Linked DNA regions of Mus musculus: all the other regions are linked to region 6. Evidence: chromatin contacts called from public HiChIP or PLAC-seq and promoter capture Hi-C data. All regions are on one chromosome and are shown on one strand. Each heading gives the region's core, a stretch centred on a gene start, on an enhancer-like site or on the middle of the called end of the contact. The rest is flanking DNA. Distances are from core to core; before and after follow the strand shown.

Evidence for each region. Promoter capture Hi-C pulls out the DNA fragments that hold promoters and counts their contacts. HiChIP or PLAC-seq counts read pairs in DNA pulled down with a chosen protein or histone mark. Capture Hi-C pulls out chosen DNA fragments and counts their contacts.
Region 1: a contact with region 6 is called in a promoter capture Hi-C map of liver, with 3 times the contacts expected there. The contact joins the promoter of Dgcr2 here to the promoter of Abcf3 in region 6. A contact is called at or near these places in 2 of 39 promoter capture datasets (liver and pre-B cells).
Region 2: a contact with region 6 is called in a promoter capture Hi-C map of hippocampal neurons, with 4 times the contacts expected there. The contact joins the promoter of Lrrc74b here to the promoter of Abcf3 in region 6. A contact is called at or near these places in 1 of 39 promoter capture datasets (hippocampal neurons) and 1 of 115 datasets of contacts at active chromatin or transcription factors (astrocytes).
Region 3: a contact with region 6 is called in a promoter capture Hi-C map of liver, with 2.7 times the contacts expected there. The contact joins the promoter of Slc25a1 here to the promoter of Abcf3 in region 6. A contact is called at or near these places in 2 of 39 promoter capture datasets (liver and pre-B cells), 1 of 484 Hi-C or Micro-C datasets (CD4 T cells) and 2 of 9 other capture datasets (adipose tissue and liver).
Region 4: a promoter capture Hi-C map of hippocampal neurons shows a contact between it and region 6, with 3 times the contacts expected there. The contact joins the promoter of Ess2 here to the promoter of Abcf3 in region 6. A contact is called at or near these places in 2 of 39 promoter capture datasets (hippocampal neurons and pre-B cells).
Region 5: an H3K4me3 HiChIP or PLAC-seq map of stem cell-derived neural progenitor cells shows a contact between it and region 6, with 6 times the contacts expected there. The contact joins the promoter of Zdhhc8 here to the promoter of Abcf3 in region 6. A contact is called at or near these places in 5 of 39 promoter capture datasets (cranial neural crest, frontonasal cranial neural crest, hippocampal neurons and 2 more), 3 of 484 Hi-C or Micro-C datasets (B cells, CD4 T cells and neutrophils), 2 of 115 datasets of contacts at active chromatin or transcription factors (large pre-B cells and stem cell-derived neural progenitor cells) and 1 of 9 other capture datasets (adipose tissue).
Region 7: a contact with region 6 is called in a promoter capture Hi-C map of pre-B cells, with 6 times the contacts expected there. The contact joins the promoter of Dgcr6 here to the promoter of Abcf3 in region 6. A contact is called at or near these places in 3 of 39 promoter capture datasets (hippocampal neurons, liver and pre-B cells).

Annotation. Positions count from the first base shown.
Region 1 is chr16:17,890,426-17,893,125 of GRCm38.p6, forward strand. Dgcr2 (DiGeorge syndrome critical region gene 2) reads right to left here and starts at 1,303. Exons shown (of 10, transcript NM_010048.3): 1 at 961-1,303. The coding sequence starts at 1,039.
Region 2 is chr16:17,559,917-17,562,616 of GRCm38.p6, forward strand. Lrrc74b (leucine rich repeat containing 74B) reads right to left here and starts at 1,331. Exons shown (of 9, transcript NM_029053.3): 1 at 1,163-1,331. The coding sequence starts at 1,295. It overlaps P2rx6 (purinergic receptor P2X, ligand-gated ion channel, 6), which reads left to right and starts at 1,969. Exons shown (of 12, transcript NM_011028.2): 1 at 1,969-2,267. The coding sequence starts at 2,098.
Region 3 is chr16:17,926,863-17,929,562 of GRCm38.p6, forward strand. Slc25a1 (solute carrier family 25 (mitochondrial carrier, citrate transporter), member 1) reads right to left here and starts at 1,357. Exons shown (of 9, transcript NM_153150.2): 1 at 1,124-1,357; 2 at 683-790; 3 at 505-604; 4 at 292-430. The coding sequence starts at 1,217.
Region 4 is chr16:17,910,049-17,912,748 of GRCm38.p6, forward strand. Ess2 (ess-2 splicing factor) reads right to left here and starts at 1,300. Exons shown (of 10, transcript NM_022408.2): 1 at 1,114-1,300; 2 at 40-208. The coding sequence starts at 1,257.
Region 5 is chr16:18,233,725-18,236,424 of GRCm38.p6, forward strand. It overlaps Zdhhc8 (zinc finger, DHHC domain containing 8), which reads right to left and starts at 1,412. Exons shown (of 11, transcript NM_172151.4): 1 at 1,183-1,412. The coding sequence starts at 1,286.
Region 6 is chr16:20,547,174-20,549,873 of GRCm38.p6, forward strand. It overlaps Abcf3 (ATP-binding cassette, sub-family F (GCN20), member 3), which reads left to right and starts at 1,430. Exons shown (of 21, transcript NM_013852.2): 1 at 1,430-1,572; 2 at 1,793-1,940; 3 at 2,062-2,141; 4 at 2,571-2,617. The coding sequence starts at 1,500. It also overlaps the pseudogene Gm15760.
Region 7 is chr16:18,065,037-18,067,736 of GRCm38.p6, forward strand. It overlaps Dgcr6 (DiGeorge syndrome critical region gene 6), which reads left to right and starts at 1,367. Exons shown (of 5, transcript NM_001289814.1): 1 at 1,367-1,563; 2 at 1,660-1,820. The coding sequence starts at 1,454.

The sequences.
Region 1 (2,700 bases), core at 53-2,552, 2.7 Mb before region 6:
TTTCCACATGGGACAAAAGCACAAAGCCAAGCATTGAAATATGTTGCAGGATGGGAGCTGAGATAGGACACTGCTGAGGGTGCACCCACCTGTTCTGACACCCAGTCATGATGTCACCCATAGAAGACTTGCCTGGGGCATTCCTTCATGGGAACCTTCCTCTGCTAAAAGCATTAAGAGCTCTACTTACCACCGCCCTAGTACAGAGGAGTCTCTGAAAGTTCACAGACAAGACATCCCTGCTGGGATCCCTAAAGGGACAGTGAGGCTGTACTGGTATTCCTGTGCCTGATGGATAAATTGACCTGGCTTTGTTGCGGAAGTAGGGTGCAGTGAAGGTTTTTTTTTGCAGGGGGGGGGGCACAGTTCAGAAGTATCTGAAATAAGCAGAAAAGGGACCTGAGGTTCCCCACCACACAAAACTCCAAGGGAGTATCAAAAGTAGTTAATCACACCACACAAAGCACTAAGTGCCAGGCACCGCTGAAAGGACTCTCCCCTGCACCTGGTACTCAGTTTACTCCCAGTACCTCCTTTGGGCAGGGCTGGACTTCTGTGATAAAGCGTTTCACTAAGTGGCAATGAGCAACCAGACATCGCTGTCCAGGGCTGAAACGCTGGCACTAGGCCACAATTGGGCGGACACTTGGGGCACCAGGTGCCTCCACAAGCTGCTTCCAAGACTTCCACTCAGCCAAGCAGAAGGGTGCGCCCGAGACGCAGCTCCTGGCCAGTGGGTCCCAGAGCACGCGGCGCTCGGTGGACCTGGGTCTAAAGGCAACATCCTCGAGGCTCCGAACCCTGGTACACTCCAATTTGTGCCAGGGCAGGGGACGCCCAGAGGCCCGCGGCCAGGCCTCGCCTGTGCCGGGCCGAGGAGCAGTAGCCCCCAGCAGCCGCGGGGGAACGGACGTCCGCAGCCCCACCCCCGACCGCGCCCCCACCCTCAGCACCGCGCACCTGGCCGCAGCGGCTCGGTGACAGTGAGAACCAGCAGGAAGAGCAGCAGGAAGGCACCGCTGTCTGCCTTGGGCACCATTTATCCTCCGTTCATCGTCCCCGGGGCAGCCGCGTGACCCCGCGGGGAGGCCGGACCTGGCCGAGAGGAGTGGGTGAAGGCCGGACTCCGACCTGGGGCTGAGGGGCGGCAGGCGAGGGATCCAGCTGGGCCGCGGCAAGAGAACGCCACCGACTCGCGCGCACTCTAGGCCGCAGGAGCGGGATGAGATTCCGGCTCGCGCAAGATGGCGGCCGTCCTGCTCCGGCCCGCGCCACCCCGCCTCCGGCCCGCACTAACCAATGAACGCCGAGCTGGGCGGGGGGTGGGGTGGCGGAGGGAGGTAGGACCCGAGCTCCAGACGCGGGGCGGGGCATGAGCACGAGAGGCCTAGGGAATGAGCGAGTGGGCGGGGCCAAGGGCGGGGCTAGCAGGAAATGAGGCGTGCCATTGGCTGAACCGAGAGGTGGGACGCAGCCTTGGCAGCGAGGTACCAAAAGGGGTCCCTAGTGCTGGTAGGGTCACAAGGACTGACAGTGCTGGCGCCAGGGTCTGGGGTGGGTAGGAGTGGGGAATCCGGGATTAGTGAATTGAGGAGGTATAGCTGGACCTGAACGATCTTTACTCCTGGAGGCCCAGGTCTGTCCCAGTGCCAACATATTCCCTAAAGTGGTCTTCTAAACGCCGAACGGCTGTGAAGAAAGTGAAGAGCTCTAGTGAAAATAAAGGACCAGCAGTCTCTGTGGATCAGGGAATGGCACAAAGAATATCAACAGAGGAGGAAATGGCTTAATGGATGTCAGAATCTAACAGAGAAGCCCAGAGTCTCTGGACCAGATCTGGGGAAGGAGCTGCCTATACAATGGAGAAAAAAAGCCCAGGCAGAGACAGGGCTAAAGCCTGGGAACAAGGCTCCACATGCTAAACTCACACCTGCCTTCATGAACAGCATGAACGTGGAAGGAGAGACAGCAAATGAAAAACCAATCTGTTCAGGGGAAGGAAGTGAAAAGTGGGGAAGGCCAGTCACCTCCAGCATATCTGACTCACTCTTATTGCCCCTCCACCAAAGTCCCAGGATTTCAACCTACGATAGATACATGGAGCCATGAGTGAAAGATGCTAACTTGTTATAGGTAGGTAAAGTCAAGGTCAAGTCGTCAGACATTCCAACTTTACCAGGTCTTGGCCCAAGATGTTGGACATAGGACTTGTCACAACAGATGGGGGGTTCCTTGCTGGCAGAAGCAAGGGTACCTGTCCAGTGCTGCTCTGGGCACTCAGATAGTTTTATGGCACATTCCCAGCACTGAGTACAAGATCCAGGCCTAGCCTTCTGCCCCCATACCCACCCCCACTGCAAATCTGCCCTGGGAGCTCAGCCAGAGCTCTGAGTTGGGCAGGTCCTTTGGAGGGAACTCAGCCAAGTGCAGTCTTCCTGCCAACTGTCCACCTGCAGAGCCGCCGTTAAGAGTCCAGGAAAGGTTTGGAAGAGAAAAGAGCAGGACAGGAAGTGAGAAGTCTGGCTGAGCGGTACAATGAAAGCACAGAGTTAACTCCTTAACCCACCACCACCACTACCACCACTGGGCCAGGAGATAAAGAACCTGAAGTCGGCCCAGGTCTGTCTCAGGGCCCAAAACACATTCAAAAGTGCTCTTTTAAAAGGTGAAGCCCCAGGCTGGTGAGATGGCTCAGCAGGT
Region 2 (2,700 bases), core at 81-2,580, 3.0 Mb before region 6:
TGGCATAGCCTGGACCCTTTCCTGCCCCTGCCATTTCTTCTTGTTCTGGTGGCTACTGTGCCCATATTCTAGATGAGGACCTCCACACTAAAAATTAATTAAGTCTTTTCTCAAAGCCACCAAACTAGTGAACCAAAGGGAGCATTTGCCTAATGCTGACATGTTTGCTGTCCTTGCCCCACTGCGTCCAGGTATCACAGATCACCTTCCCAAACATACACACACACACACACACACAGAGACACACACAGAGAGACACACACAGAGACACACACACACACACATACACAGAGACACACATACACAGACACACAGACACACACACAGAGACACACACACACAGAGACACACATACACACAGACACACAGATACACACAGACACACACACAGAGACACACACAGAGACACACACACAGAGACACACATACAGACACACACACAAAGACACACACACAGACACACACACACAGAGACAGACACACACACAGACAGACACACATACACAGACACACAGACACACAGACACAGACACACACACACAGACACAGACAGGCAGACAGACATACACAGACACACACACACAGAGACACAGACACACATACAGAAAGACACACACACAGACACACAGACACACACACACAGAGACACAGACACACACAGAGAGACACACATACACAGACACACTGACACACACCACCTCCACCACCACCACCAAAGCTGGCCTCCAGCTTGCTGGTTAAGTTCAGCCTTGAGCTCAATGCTTCAACCATGCTAGGCAAGCACTACACTGAGCTACATTCTCAGTCCACGGGTCATAAGGTCTATATAAACACCCTGGGAGCAGAGGGCTGGAAACAATCTTAAATCCAATATATCCATTAGCTAGGTTTTTCCTATAGGTTGGAACGCCCAGCCCCGAACTCTTTGGGACACAACTGCTTGTCAGGGTATTTCATTTGCAGGTTTTCCAGAAGACAGTTCTAAATGTTAGGCCTCCTCATTCCTCCAGGAGGGCAAGGACTTGAGGGGTATCAGCTGCTGATACTGGGAAATGTGCCCCCACAGAGGGTGCCGGTCGGTTCTAGCTGCCCTCCCACCACTTTTGCGGGAATATCCTCAAGTGAGGATTCCAACTAGGACCCCACGCGGAGGATGAGGCACCTTCTGCTTCCAGAGCAGAGTGTGAATCTGCAGTCCAGGACCTTTCGGCCTCCAGGGTCTCTGCCTGAGGCCCAGTGGCCGCAGCTTCTCCCTCTTGATCTTCATTCTTCTGAACTTCGCAGGGACCCTTCATGTTTACTCTCACTACCCAGTCCGGGACGCAGACTCTAACCACACAGCTCACCGCCTGGAACTCTTCCCAGGGATGTGGGCGGTCCCTCTGGCCTCCTTGACCAATCGAATCTGATCTACGGACAACAGGTGGTCTCTGGGGCCAGTAACGGTGCCCGCCCTCCCACCCCGCCGTCGTCCTGGGAACCGGGTCTTGTTTGCAAAAGAAAACACAACCTTGGCACGCTCTTTCCCAGGGCTGACTACCGCTGCCATGCACGGGGGTAGTCACTCCTTCATGTTCTTTTCACAAACATTTCCAGTCTGACCCCAGAACTAGTGTTTTAGTTACGGCGCTTGGAGTAGACAGCGGCTCTACAGAAGATCTGTAGCCTAGCAATAGTTTTTCTCTGGGGCCACAGCTATGCGGTCACTGCCTAAGGGTCTCAGCTTTCTCTCAAGATCTAGAGGTTGCTATGCTGCTGCGCCAGCAGGGGTATCTCAAACCCAATTTATACTCTTTGGAATGTGCAAGTTTGAGTTCAGAGCCCCTTCTCTGGGCTTCTGTTACCCCGTGTTGACTGCCCACCATATAAGAAAACAAAGTGAGTGGGTAGGGACAGGTCTATTCCTCTCTCTATGCATAGGGTCCAACCCAGGGACTCTGGACAAAAGGGGGCGGGGCTACACCAGCTGGGGTTTGGGAATGAGGCAGGAGCCAGCTCCTACTGAATTTGAGATGTCCCTTTAACAACACTGGCCTGAATCCCATGCATGGCTTCTTGGCCTCCAGTTCAGCTGCGGCTAAAGTTGCCTGCTGACTCATGCAGTTGCAGCCAGCAGGAACTGGGAACATGGCTTCTGCAGCCGCAGCAGCACTCGTGAGCTGGGGGTTTCTGGATTACAAGACGGAGAAATATGTGCTAACCAGGAACTGTCGGGTGGGCGTCTCCCAGAGGCTGCTGCAGCTGGCAGTGGTAGTCTACGTGATAGGGTAAGAACCGCTCCTGGCCAGACTGCAGAGTCTGCTGTGGGGGGTCTTGCTTGCCGAGGGATAAAAGTTGGCTTTTTAGAACCCCAGCTGGTGGGAAAGTGGGAATGGGGGTGAGAGGTAGTCAGAAGGGATTTTAGTCCATTCAGAGAACAGTGGAAGATCCATTCGCCCACGTAAGGGGCTTTGTCTCCAGCGTCTTCTCGGTCTCTGTTAGCGTCTGCAGTTCTCCTGCCCTAAGGTACCCTGATGCAGCAGGAGGCAGTAATTCTCTGAGCAACACAGCACTAAGCCTCTCAGAGAGACCACCAGCTGGATGTCCGAAAAGTCTTTGAGAAGGGAGCTGGGTTTGCTGAGTGTGTGAAGGCACTGGCTGTGAAAAGTGACCATCGTCATCTGAGAGCTCCACCTACTCAGGGGTATAGAGCAAGAGGCG
Region 3 (2,700 bases), core at 107-2,606, 2.6 Mb before region 6:
GGCTGTTCTTGAGTTCCATTACACATAGGCCCCAAGACCTCAGAGGGTTTCCCCAGCGTTACATTTGCTATTTCCTAGACTTTGAATAGTGAGTTATGCTTTGAAGACTTCGCTCATGCTTTTATTACGCATGAGCCGCCACAGGAGACCCTTTCTGCCACCATTTACCACGAACCTGGTGCATATGTGTGGGGACCCTTCCCACCTTGACAGCCTCCATGGGGGCACATGCCATTAAAACCTGGGAGCCCGAAGATACCCTGGCTACCCCTGAAAGGCTCAATCCCTCACCTTGATGGTCTCCATAGGGCACACGACTACCACTGCTTCTGCCACGCCGGCACCCAGACCGCACAATAGTCCTCTCCTGCTGTCGAGCCTACCTTGGGCATCCCGCATGTGGTTGCTGAGGAACTCGAACATCCCAAACCTAATGAAGAAGACATGTGAGGGGGCCCGCTGCGGCCACTCCCTCCGGGTCGTTTCAACAGAGCAGAGTCTCACCTGACAGCCGCCTTGGGGATGGAGCCGTAGAGCAAGGAGCTGAGGCCGCGGTACAGGCCCAGGACGCCATGGCTGCGGACAGTTTGCCGCACGCAGTCTCCTACGGGAGGCGCGGTCAAGACCCTAGCTCCTCTGCTCCGCAGTGTCCCCCTAGCCACCCCCGGGAGTCCCTCCTTACCGATGCCCCGGTACCGCGGTGGGTTCGCTCGTTCATCTAGCTGCAGCTGCGTCTTCACGTATTCGGTCGGGAAGGTGATGCAGATTTCGATGCCTCCAGCCAGGCCGCCTGTGGGGACCAAATGCCTGGGGCTAGGGACACCCTTGCCCGGTGGACCCAGCCGCTACCGCTGCCACCGCTGCCGCCGCCGCGCGGCCCCTCCCCCGCCCGGACTTTGCCCGCGTCGCTGCCAGCGTCCCGACGATGCCCACGCCCCCACCCGGTGGTCTCCGCCTGGAGTGCCCAAGAGACTCTGAGCGACAGCAGACGAGTGGACTTAGGGGTCCCGGGTCGCAACCCCGACACCTCCGCCCCTCCGGAAGTTGGGCGGGGCCTGGGCGTCCCCGGCCCACCCGGAAGCGCTGTCGGACAGGCTCTGAGTTGGGGTTCCGAGTGACCCACCTGCTAGGATTGCCTTCCCGGGGTGCGTCAGTTTGGGCTTCCCGGACCCCGGCGCGGCGGCCGACAGAGCGCGGGGCCCGCGAGGCGCAGCCATAGCGGGCAGGAGGAGAGGCGCCCGGCGTCGACCTCGGGTCCGAGCCTCCGGCGCGGGGTTCTCGGGAAGCAGCGGAGCCGGAGGCTACTGAGACCACGACCAATTCTGGTCCGGGAGGCGGGGTGGTCACGTCAGCTCCCGGGCTCCGCCCCGCGTGGCCTGAGCTGAGCCCCGCCCACGCCACGCCCCGTGCCAGCCGGGAAACTGAGGCTTGGGCGGGATGCACTGGGGCACGCGTCGGGGCGGAGAGCTGAGAGCAGCCAATGGCCGGTGCTGGATTCCGGGGAGACGGAGAACCCCGCCGGAGGCGTGGTCTCCGGACAGCAACGCTAAGCCAAGGCGGGTAGCAGTGGGTCAAGGTGCAGTTTAGAGACACGTGCGTCTGGAGCGCGCCTTGGGGTTAAGGTGGGCCTCGAGATCCTGGGGGCGATGTAGGGACACATCCACCCCGGTGCGTGAATTCAGTCTTCTGAATTATTGTAATAACAGAGCTTGGCCTTCGTGCACCCTCCCGGGCAGTGCGATGATCACTCTGCCCTTCCCGGATTCGTCCGGAAACAGAATTTTCCTAGGCAGGTTCCCCCGACAAATGCAGGTTTCCCTTCCTTTCAGTTTCTAGCGAATCTTTGAAGGGCCTATTAAGTTGGCCTTTGTCCCGCCTACCCACACAATCACCAGGCAGAGCTGCTTTGCTCTGATAAACATGTTTTAATATTTATGGTCGGCAGGAGGCTCAAAGTCTTGAGAAGTCTTTGTTGCCACACATATCCTCAAAGCCGCCTGGAGGGGGCAGCCCTAGCCGGCTTGGGGTGAAGCTCCCAGGAGTCTTTGCAGACCTTTGGAGGCCTAAGGGTCCACCTCCCTGCTGTCTGAAAGGAAGCAGTCGCTGGGGGTGGTCAGTGATCTCCCCCAGCTCTGGGTTGGCTCAGAAGCTATCACAGGGCTTTAGCTAAAACAGAGTGCCCAGATATTGTACCTCCCAGTTGGAGTCCTTTGTGATTCCTTTCCCAGAAAAGGTTAAATGGGTTGAGGGTTGGGTGTGGACACATTACCCAGTATAAACAAAAGCACTCAAAGGAGGCTCCTTGTAGGCAGGCGCTGTAGAGTATTAATAGGGTAAGCCTGTAGGATAGCAGAGGAGAGCCTATAGCTAGTCTGGCTTCTGCTGGTTTTTTTTGGGGGGGGGGTCGGGTTGGGGGATTGTGGGTTGTAGTACTTGTACTGAATGCCATTGTGTGGTCGAGGGGCAGAAGGAACAGGATCAATTCCACTCATCAGAGCCTAAGGCACTGGGCCAGCAGATGTCTGGAGGCAAGGAGTATGGGGATGGCAGTTGGGGGCCAGTGGGAGGTTGGCCAGGCTAGAGGTGCAGCTGGAACACCCCCCCCCCCACACACACACACAACTGGACTCTTAGCTCAGGTAACAACAGCTGGTGAAGGCCAGCTGGCATCCTGTCCTCCTCTCCCACCAGTGTTAGTAC
Region 4 (2,700 bases), core at 50-2,549, 2.6 Mb before region 6:
CTTTCCCTAAGCCCTCTAAAGCAGCACCCGTCCTCTTACAGGGTGGTGGAGGTTCCCGAGATATCTTGCCCAGGGCAGAGCCAAACTTGATGGCAATCTGGCGCATGCGCTCCAAATCTCCGTTTTCCTCGGCCTCCAGGTACTCCTTCTGTGCCTGTAGCTTCTCCACATCAGGGAAGAAGTCTCTCTGGATAACTGTCTGAAGTCCCTGCCATGAGCAATCAGAACAAAGGCCAGAGTTGTCATCTGGGAGTCCTGACGCACAATCCACCACTGTCCATGTTCCACCCCTTAGACCTTTCCCTTCTGCCTAGCTGGACAACTGTCATCTACAAGATAGGTTTAGAACTGTCTTTTCTAGTAAGGCTGTCATCCCACATAGCTCTGATGTACCAGTTAACTACTGAACAATCTCTTGAAGCCCATGAAATCCCTCACTAACTGATCTTTCTCTTTGCTGGCTCCATCTATAACACCAGCCAGACTAATGTGGATATTGTCATCCTCCACCCACCCATGAATTTGTATTTCAATCTAAACCTTTCTCTTGAAAGCCAGTCGCCACTATCGCCACCACAAGAAAAAGTCCTCAAGATTTCAGATCCAGCCCGCCCTTGCTGTGAAGCTGAAAGTCTGTACAGTCAGCTGCACGGCAATGGTACAAGGCAGCATATCCCAGAAGCATCCTAAATCTAACCAGTCTAAAACCAACCCTATGTCGGTCTGTCCTCCAGCGTGTTTGCAGTTGGACCCTTAACTCGAGGAGCAACTGAGACCCACTCACTCAATGACGAAGCCAGTTCCACTGTCTAATTCCGGGACCCCCAGCCTTTGACACTTTACAGCCTTCCAAAAAGTCGTCTTCACCATCTCTCGAAAAACGTGTCAAAATTCTACCTATACAAGAAACTATTTCCTTGACTCTCAACAGAAAACTGGATGCCCACTTCTGCATTGTTTTCTTGGTTCTCAATGCTTTCCAACCCAAAAACAGTTGTTCCACTTCCAAGGGCGGCTGAGAGTGCCAGGACCAGAAAAAATTCAAAGGACTGGACAGGAACGCGAATAGGGGGAGGGGCCCGGAAGTCGCCAGCGCTCGCACTGAGCTGGTACCTCGATGTACTCTTCTTCATCCAGGACCCGCTGCCTGCTTCTCGCAACTCCGGCCTCTCCAGCCTCCCCAGCCGCGCGCTTCCTTGAGGGCGCGGACGCGGAGGACAGAAACAGAGCACCCGCCGAGGTCCCGGGCGTCCCCATCGCTATCCCAGAATCGCTCGGGCGGCGTCTGCACCGCTCCAACAGCCAGCCAATGGAGAAGCAGTATTTTTGTAACAAAGCCGGCGCTCCAATGATGTCACTGGGAGCGCCGGATCTTAAGAAAGTTGTAGTCTTTTATCCCCACCCGCGTTGCTCATGCCCATCTAGACTATGATCACTAGGGGGAGCTGTAGAGTGACTGACGCCACAGTCCCTCTGTTAAAAGTTCCAATTCTTTAAAAAAAAAAAAAAATGCAGATGCTTCAAAGACATTTTTAAATACTTCAAAAAATTTGGTTATGACTTCCAAACTCAGAAAAAGAACACTAAGACAATTCTTCCCGTATACTTATCTAACAAAATTTAAATGAAAAGAAAGAACAAAAGGGTCTTAAATCTCTGGTTGGATTTATTAGTTCCCTGTCTGCCAGGATGGGCTTCTCACTGAAAGCATTAGTGGAACTTTCTTCCTAAGGGAGATCATGAATTAGGTGGGAGAAGCTCTAGCCCAGAATGATTCATTACAATTTTGCTTTTCCAATGATCTTGTCCTTCATTGTGAGTCACTGGGGACTTTATGACCATGTCCCTGCATCCATAGAGTTGACCATACAGTAGAAAAATGTTAAATCATGCTGCCAGTGTGTAAAGTTACAACTGTGACCTGCAATAAGTCTGCACTCAGAGAATCTCAACTGCTACACAGGACATGTCAAGTGGCATTTCCCCAGGCAGAACATGGTTGTAGATGGAAAAGATGAATGGATGGGCATCAGGCAATGGGAAGGCCCAGCAGCGGGGTGGAGCAAGGCAAATGCCAAAACAGACCTTTAGTCACACAGTGCGCTAAAGAAGGAGATGACACCAGAGGGGGAGAGCCAGGCTGCACAGTATCTTTGGAGTCCTGTCAAGAAACATTATTTTAAGTGAGCTCAGGTGAAAACCAGAGAAAGCTGCAATGGTTACCATGCAAGGGAATGCAGCTTTCATGAGGTTGGTGCGCCTGAAGCTGCACACGAGCTAGTTTCTGGGGGGTTATTGATATGTTTAAAGGTGAAATCGGCTGGACTGGGTATGATCCGGTAATAATAGCAATTAATGATCAAGAACTCTATGATTTAACGTGCCTTTAGCAGGACAGTGAATGGGAAAATGGCCTGTTGTATATATGGTGCCTGCCGCAAGCCTGTGGGCTTCCAGGTGTTGTCAGAGGTACAGACTGACAAATACCTCAGGGGACAGGCCTGGACTGGAGACATAGAGGTGGGAACTGTAGCCTAAGGATGGAAAAGATACACCAAGAAGAGTATGGAGGGGGCAGAAGAGATGGCTCATCCGTTACAAGCATTTGTTGCTCTTCTCGAGGATCTAGGTTCAGTTCCCAGCACCCACACAGTGACACACAACTATCCATAACTCTACTTTCAGGGATTCAAATATCCT
Region 5 (2,700 bases), core at 162-2,661, 2.3 Mb before region 6:
GGCAGAGTCAAGTTTCCAGGAACCACCTGGGTCCTCTGAATCCTCTGAAACTACTTACATTCTCTGAGGAGAGAAAGCAGGGGGAGAGGATTTTAATTTCTCTTAAAACTTTGATTCCCATATTGCATGTCTTAATTTTAGAGTTATGTTAAAAGACATCGAAATGTCCCTGTGACACCCTCTCTGCACTGAAACAGAACCCCACTCAAGACCTCTGGAAGACCGAATTTTCCAAGATATGTCCCCTCCAGTCTTAGCTCCCCAAGCCCTTCCTTAGTCCACAATCCACAACATCTGAGTGACAAGAACACAGACTTTCCCTGGAGCCAGAAATAAGCCCGTCCACACAGGCCTTTTTTAAACTTGCTCTTTGCAGCCAGTGGCACATACCCAACCCCAGCCTCCAGGTAAGGACTCTCCTCCCACAACAGGCACTGAATTCAGACTCCTACAAAGGCTGCTATATGTTTCTACAAAGTGGAAAGGGTGGCTCAGGCTCACTTACACCTGGGGCTGTCACACCTGGAAACAAATGGCCATCCCTTTGGTCACCTGAGTTGTGTCAAGGCTTTGGAATTGTAGAAAGAAACGAGTGGTCCGAGATTCAGAACCCCATGACCTATGAGCCAGCCCGGGGTAAGAAATTGAGGCTGCCTAGTGCCAGGCTGGCAAAGAGTGCTCCCTCCCCACGACTGGCAGCCTAGCCTCTGAGGTCTTTTGTGCTCCAGACTTAGAAGTGTAGGATAGAAGCCTCTCAGTGTTGTGTTCAGGGAGGGCTGAGGGCCTTGAGTAGGCTGTAGTGGCCAGTCACGGCTGTGGGGCAGGCCACACCTACGCTGAGAAACACAGAAATAAGTTGATTTTACATGCTGGCCGCGACGAGGGGGCTCACAGCTCCTACTCCCCCCCTCCCCCTAGGAAGGTTGGTGTCTGTAGGTGACACGCGTCCCCCTTCAAAGCCCCGAGGGAATGAAAGGCTGCAACCACACCCAGGGCCTGCTAGAACGCTCAGAGGCAGGCATTCACCTGTCCGTGCTCCGGGGACGCAGCCCCTCGCCGCAACCTGCTAATCCGCCCAGCCCACCGCCGCCCCCGTGGGGCACGTGCGCCCCTTCGGCTCCCACCCCCAACCTCCCTACCCCCACCCGCTGCTACCAGGCTCTGGACCCGGCGCCGACTCACGTGAATACGAAGAAGAGTGTGCTGGAACCAACCAACAGCGCGGCGGCCGTGGCCACCGGGATGTACTTGGCGGGTTTGAGGCGCGTCCCGGGGCTGCGGGGCATCCTGGGCGCCGCGCCGCCGCATCCCTCCCCGGGCCGGGCGGGCGGGGCCGGCCGGGTCGGGCCGGGGTCGGGCGCGCGGGCTGGACGCGGCGCAGGATCCGCCGCAGCGGCAGTGGAGGAAATCCCACCCCACGGGCGGCGGCGGCGCGCTGATGTCAGCGCGCCCCTTAAGGTGGACCCGGCGGCAGGGCCGCGGCGGGGGCGGGCTGAGGGTGGAGCGCCGGGCGGCCAACTCCTCTTTTGCGGGGTAGCCCGACACCCCACGCACGCGCAGCGCCCATCTGGACCGACAGGACAACGGAAAGCATGTTCTTTTTCTCTTTCTTGTCTGTCTCTTCCTTTCTTTCCTTTTTTTTTTTTTCCTTGCTACCGCAGGCCCTAACCCGGGAGCTCTCTTGGGCCTACATGCTCTCCAATCACAGTCCCGGGACAGGCTGAAGGTCCCCTGGCAGTCACTGGGGTGTGAGCGAGATTTCTATGACAAGGTAGGGGTATCATGGCTATCCAAACCTTAGCCAGTTCTCAGCCCTCCACACACTAAGAGTTAGGTCACCGAGTTCCTCTGTGTCCTGGCTCAGGCCGCAGGCTTGATTGAGGCCGTGTGTAAGAGACCTAGGAACGCCTTCGGAAAGCTGGTGTCCTAGGGAAAGTGACTGAACCCTGCTCTGGCCTTGACTAGAAAGGCTGCGCATGCTCACCACCCACCCGCGAGCAAGCCCACCTGCCCGCGCCAGGACGCAGCTGTTTAAGGTGGACCGGCCCTCCAAGGATGCTGCAGGCATCTGCATTGGCTTCCCCTAGCAGATCAGTTTTAATGTTTTGAGTAAGAACATGGTCAAACCCCACTGCTTGCCTTAGCCACTCCACAAGGCAGCAACATTTACTTTGGAAGCTTATTCAGGGCCTGAACAGGGTGCTGGCTGACGATTCCCCCAGAGCCGCCCCCAGTCCGGAGGCTCTTCTCCATCGTCCACCCCTCCCCAGACCAAGATAGTGGGAGCCTTCTTCCCTTGGTTGTTGCTATCTCCTTCTGTAGAGCCATAACCCAGAGTCCTTCAGCCACCTCCTCCCTACAACACTGCTTGTAGGCCTGGGACTCCTTGGCTCGCCCACAGCTCAGGGTCGAGTGCCTTAATGTAGAAACAGCTTTTCAACAGCATAAACAGTGATAGATTTTCTCTCAGATTTCTGTCCTGTTGGTCATTCCATGCCAGAAGACGTAGCTCAGGGTCTTCCAGCGTTGGTAAGATAGCAGTGATGTGACCTCACAGTGGAGAGCAGAGTGGATACAAACTCCTTTCCGCTCTCAGGTAAGTAAGTATCCAGCTGGCCCTCTGCATTAGGCACACAGTTCAGTTAAATTCGCCCGACTTTAATCTTGTCCTACAGCCCCTAACATAGAACGCTCAGAACC
Region 6 (2,700 bases), core at 180-2,679:
TTTGTTTATGCGGAAGTTAGTACAGTCCAGAATGGCCTCGAACTCCCAAATTGCCTGCCCTAGTCTCCTAAATGTATTATACACATATGGGTGTACTCAGTAGCTTACTGAGACCAGAGAATTGAGTACTCAGTAGCTTACTGAGACCAGAGAATTGAAACAAGGTTTCAAATGGCCCCAGAATGGCCTGGAACTCATTTTGTAGCAGTGGGGTGACCTTGATTTTTTTTTTTTTTTCTCCTTAGGTTTTTCTCTTTAACCCTAGTTGTCCTGGAATTCTGTAGATCAGGGTGGCCTTGAACTCAGAGATCTGCCTTTTTCTGCCTCCTGAGTGCCGGGATTAAAGGCTGGTTCCATCTAAGTCCAGCAACCTTGAATTCTTGATCATTCTATCCCTGCCTCCTGAATGTTGGAGTTATTGGCATGCACCGCACCCAGTTTTATGAGGTACCGGGGATCAAACACAAAGCCTCAGGGTAGACAAGCATTTTACCAACTAATCTATAACCTCAGGCATGCTGATAGCTTTTTTAAACTTTAACACCAAGACTGGCAGCTCCCCATTGCAATAATGCTTAAGCTGGATGAATGGGCAGTCGAGTGTTGTCACATGCCTTTAATTCCAGCACTTTGGCGACAGGCAGGAGGTTCAGTTCTTAAGTTAGCTTAGGCTCTCTAGAGAGATTGTCTCGGAAATATAAACGGGTGTAATTTGAGCGCATTGGAATAAAGTTGTCTAATTTTGCAAATTGAGTGTGTGTGTGAGGTGTATCTTTTACAGACACTTGAGATCTGCTTTGTCTGTAGACCCAGGATAAACAATGAACTTATAAAAGGGCTTGTTCAGGTTTTCTGGCAGTGGGTGATGTGCCTTGGGGTGGCAGAACTTCATTCTCAATGACCCAGTTGAACACCTATGAAGTGTGAAGGAACTGAGGACAGAGCAAAGAGGCAAGCAGAAGTGTGCTCCTCACCCAGCTGATTCAACTAGCAGGACTAATTGAAACTGATCCACTCTGGACCGAGAGTTGGCGTGAGTCAGCAAAACGCCAAAGGTGGGCGAGCAGCAGCATGCGCCTGCGGGGAAGGTATCCAAGCTGTAAAGCGACCCCCTCCCACGTTAGCCCGTGTCTAGGCATTTCTCCCCTCGCAACACCTCCCGTGCTCCCCACTACGATAAGCCTCGGGCGATCCTGCCACGCCCCTCGATACAACCTCCACTTTCCAGAAGGCAGCGAAAACCCGCACAGGTGGTAGACGTAGACGGGAAACTGGAACCGCGCAGGCGCGGAAGCTGCCACGCCTGCTGGACTCCGCGGCGCTTGCGTCCCGTTCTACTAGACCCGCCCCCTGGACTCACGCAGACTCTGCTTTCTTACGTCAACCCTGCGCATGCTCCTTGGGATGAGGGGTGCGATTTCGGGGTGGGGAGGAAGGGCAGGGAGGCGGTCCTAGGCCCAAGTCTCACCACGACTGCGCAGATTGGATCCCGAGTGAACATGGCGACTTGCGCTGATATCCTGCGAAGCGAGTTCCCTGAAATTGACGGGCAGGTCTTCGACTACGTGACCGGTGAGCGAAACTGAATTAACTGCCTGGGGAGGCCGAAGTGGAGGTTGTGGGGAAAGACTGAGGGCGGACAGTGCAGCAGACCGCTATCTGGTCTCTCTGCGTGACCTCTTATCTTGAGGGCCAGTGGGGTCTGGTGCCCCGAGTGAGCTGTACAGACACTGAAACTGCTCCTATATCCGCCCTACCCGTTGTCTGTCTTGTTCTGCGGTACCCGGCTCAGGTGTCTTGCACAGTGGCAGCGCGGATTTCGAGTCTGTGGATGACCTGGTGGAAGCTGTCGGGGAACTATTGCAAGAAGTGTCCGGGGACAGCAAGGATGACGCTGGCATTAGGGCTGTCTGTCAGCGCATGTACAACACTCTACGCCTGTAGGTGCCAAGGGAATGAAGTTGATGGGCAAAGAGAGGAGAATGGAGAACAAACGAGGGGGAAGGTCTGAAGGCTGTAAATCTTTTCTCCCAAGTGAGTGCTTTCTCTCTACCTACATAGGGCTGAACCGCAGAACCAGGGAAACAGCCAGGTGCTACTGGACGCCCCCATCCAGTTGTCGAAGATAATGGAAAACTATGGTGAGAGTGAGGGGAGATTGAACTAGCTGCCTTCTGCCTCCACCCCCAGCCACCACCTCGCTGCAGCTCAGGTCTCTCCATCTCAACAACAAGGCTTGTAGGAGCTAGCGGTATTTTTGTGACCATAAAAGCTTGTGATGGAGAACGGGGCCTGGAGGGCTCTCCAAGCTATTGTCTGTAGTAGGAGGCATACAGACCTTGAAGCTGGTTTTGCCAGTTTCGTACCTTAACCAACAGCGTGGTCTTAAAAGAGTACATTGGGCTCTTCTTAAGTGTGAGATCGTTTTGCCCTTTACTTCAAGGCTAATAACTGTCCATTTCAGTGTTATAATGCTATCTTTAAAACTATCCTTGGTTCTTGTTAGTCATTCAAAGTCTTCATTTCCCTTCTCTCATGGAGAAGGTGACTGCTTTTCTTATCACTTACAGACTGTGACACCAAACTTCCAGGACTGCTAAAGAGGGAACAGTCCTCGGTGAGAAGTGGGAAGGGGCTGTGGTGGGTGTGAGAGTTGACCGTCTACTGAATAGTGGGTGTATCTTTGGGCGAGATTTCTGG
Region 7 (2,700 bases), core at 117-2,616, 2.5 Mb before region 6:
ATTTCTCCATGCACAGGTGTTTCAGAGGCTTTTCTATTGCTGCGAGGACACCATGAACAAGGCAACTTACAGAAGGGTTTGTTGGGGGTCTTACAGCTTCAGAAGGTGACTCCAGGACCACCATGGTAGAGAGCATGGCACCAGCCAGGTAGGCAGGTATGGCCCTGGGGAAGTAGCTGATAGCTTATATCTTAATTCAAAAGCATGAGGTGGTGCTGGTAGTGATGAGACAAGAGAAAGAGACAGACAGACAGACAGACAGACAGACAGACACACTCACACAGAGAGACAGAGAGTCAGAAAGAGACAGACAGAGACACAGAGAGAGAGAGAGACAAAGAGAGACACAGAGACAGAGGTAGAGAGACATACAGAGACAGACATACAGAGACAGACAGACAGACAGAGAATGTATGGATGGTGTATGTTTTAAAATCTCAAAACCAGCCCTCAGTGACACTCTTTCTCCAATAAAGCCACACCTCCTAATCCTTCCTTAGTAATTCCACCAACTGGGGACCAAGTTTCCAAATATCTGAGGCTATGGGGTCATTTGCATTCAAACTTCACAAGGTTTCTTCACTGTAATTTATGTTACCCAGATCTGAATTCACTACTTCAGAGCTTATCGTGGCAAAAGGGAAAACAAAAAGAAAGTAACCAGGATGATTCAACAGAGTTATATTTTTAAAATAGTAATAAAAGGGAAAAAGATGGCACATCAGGGAATGTAATTTTTATTTAAAAAAACGCTGTAGGAAGGTGTCATTTCTCTTATTCATGCTGCAAACTAAATTATGAATGTGGACACTGTCAGGGGCTGGGGCTGGCTCAGTAGGTAAAGGACTGTTGAGCCAGCATGAATTCAACTTCACAAGACTCTTTTCTCATCTACTCTCCACTTCCAGGCAGTCGCTGAGGTTTCCTTGTGGGGGTGGGGTATCCTTTAACGCTAATAAAATTGTCCTAAAGTCTTTTATTAATGAGAATAAGAACCCTAAAGAGAAGCTGGCTCTCCTCCGTACTGTTTTCCTGAGGTCCCCCAGGGTGGATCACAACCCGCTGGGAGTGTCCAGCTTCCAGTGGCCTCAGTCTGCGCACACTAGGCGCAGGCCAGACTGGCTTCTTTAAAACACCCAGCAGGCCAGAGTTGCTTCTTTAAAACACCAGAATGCAGAGCCCTGGGCGCGCACCTCCAAGGTCAGCACCACTTGGGAGCTCAGCGAGCCCCTATTTCTTCTCCCTAGGACAAAGCGCTTACAAGCAGTCTCCCTGGTGGGTGGAGCGCGTCTTATTGTGCCTGACGCACCACGGTGAACGGCCGGAGACCGACCGGAGGGGCGGGGCGCATGCGTCGTTCGCGCTGGAGAATGACGTGAGGGGGCGGGGCGCGCCGGGGCACCCTAGGAGACCGAGTAGAGGGGCGGCGGGGGACCGCGCGGTAAACCGCGCGATGGACCGCTATGCGGCCGCCGGGGATGAGGCGGCGGATCGGGCCCGGCAGCAGGAGCGGCACTACCAGCTGCTGTCAGCACTACAGAGCCTGGTCAAGGAGCTGCCCAGGTGCGCGGCGACGGGCGGCGGGAGGACCGGGGCCGGGGCCGGGGCCGGAGCCGGGGCCAGGGCCGCGGCCGCGCTCACCCGGCGATCTACCCGCAGCTCCTTTCAGCAGCGCCTGTCCTACACCACGCTCAGCGACTTGGCCCTGGCGCTGCTCGACGGAACGGTGTTTGAAATCGTGCAGGGTCTTCTGGAGATTCAGCACCTCACTGAGAAGAGCCTCTACAACCAGAGACTGCGGCTGCAGAACGAACACCGAGGTGCAGGGGGCGACGGGACCTTCCCTAGGGCGTCCCTAGCCGCGGGAGCCTCGGGTCAGGGGGTGCAGAGCCATGCTGATCCTTTTAGTCTGCTGTCCAGAAACTTCTTACTCGCGTTCCCTAGAGTACCCACATCCTCCTAGGCTTGATGGACCTCGCTGCTTGTAGGTCTGTTGATAGCTGTGTGCTACCACAGAGATAATCCATTATTCCAGCACCTTCCCATTGAGTATCAGGCTTGATCACCTCCTCCTATAAATTATACTAGGCATCTTCCGTTGTACCATCAGATCTCCTTTCCATTTTATTTGTTCAAGCTTGACTCGGTTCAAACATTTTAGGAAAGAATAGTGTGACGATGTCCCCATGCTACGTTATAGATCTTTGGGCTTTGTTATTGCTTTGGATTTTGAAACTGAGGACTGAACCCAGGGCTTCTCACCTGCTAAGCAGGTTTTCTATATTGGGCTACATTTACATGCAAACATACTCTGCCTTTCTGGCAATGCCTGTGTGCTGCCAGACAGGATTTTCCCATTAGAGATAGGTGTTGGATTTTGTTGAAATCTTTTGCAGTTCCTGTGGAGATGATCAGATGGTTTTGCTGTTACTCTCGTGAGACATTGATTTCTAAATCCCAGAAAGGAATTGTATTCTAGGAATGCATCTTGTAATATTTGTGTGGGGATGAAGGTAATGCCTCAGAATGTGTTGAGAAGTCTCTTGTTCTCCGAGAGCTTTAGTTCTTCACCAAATGTTTGAGTGGCTGTGCTTTTTCTTTTTTTTTTTTTTTTTTTTAATAATTTTTTTTTTTAGATTTATTTATTTATTATATGTAAGTACACTGTAGCTGTCTTCAGACACACCAGAAGAGGGCGTC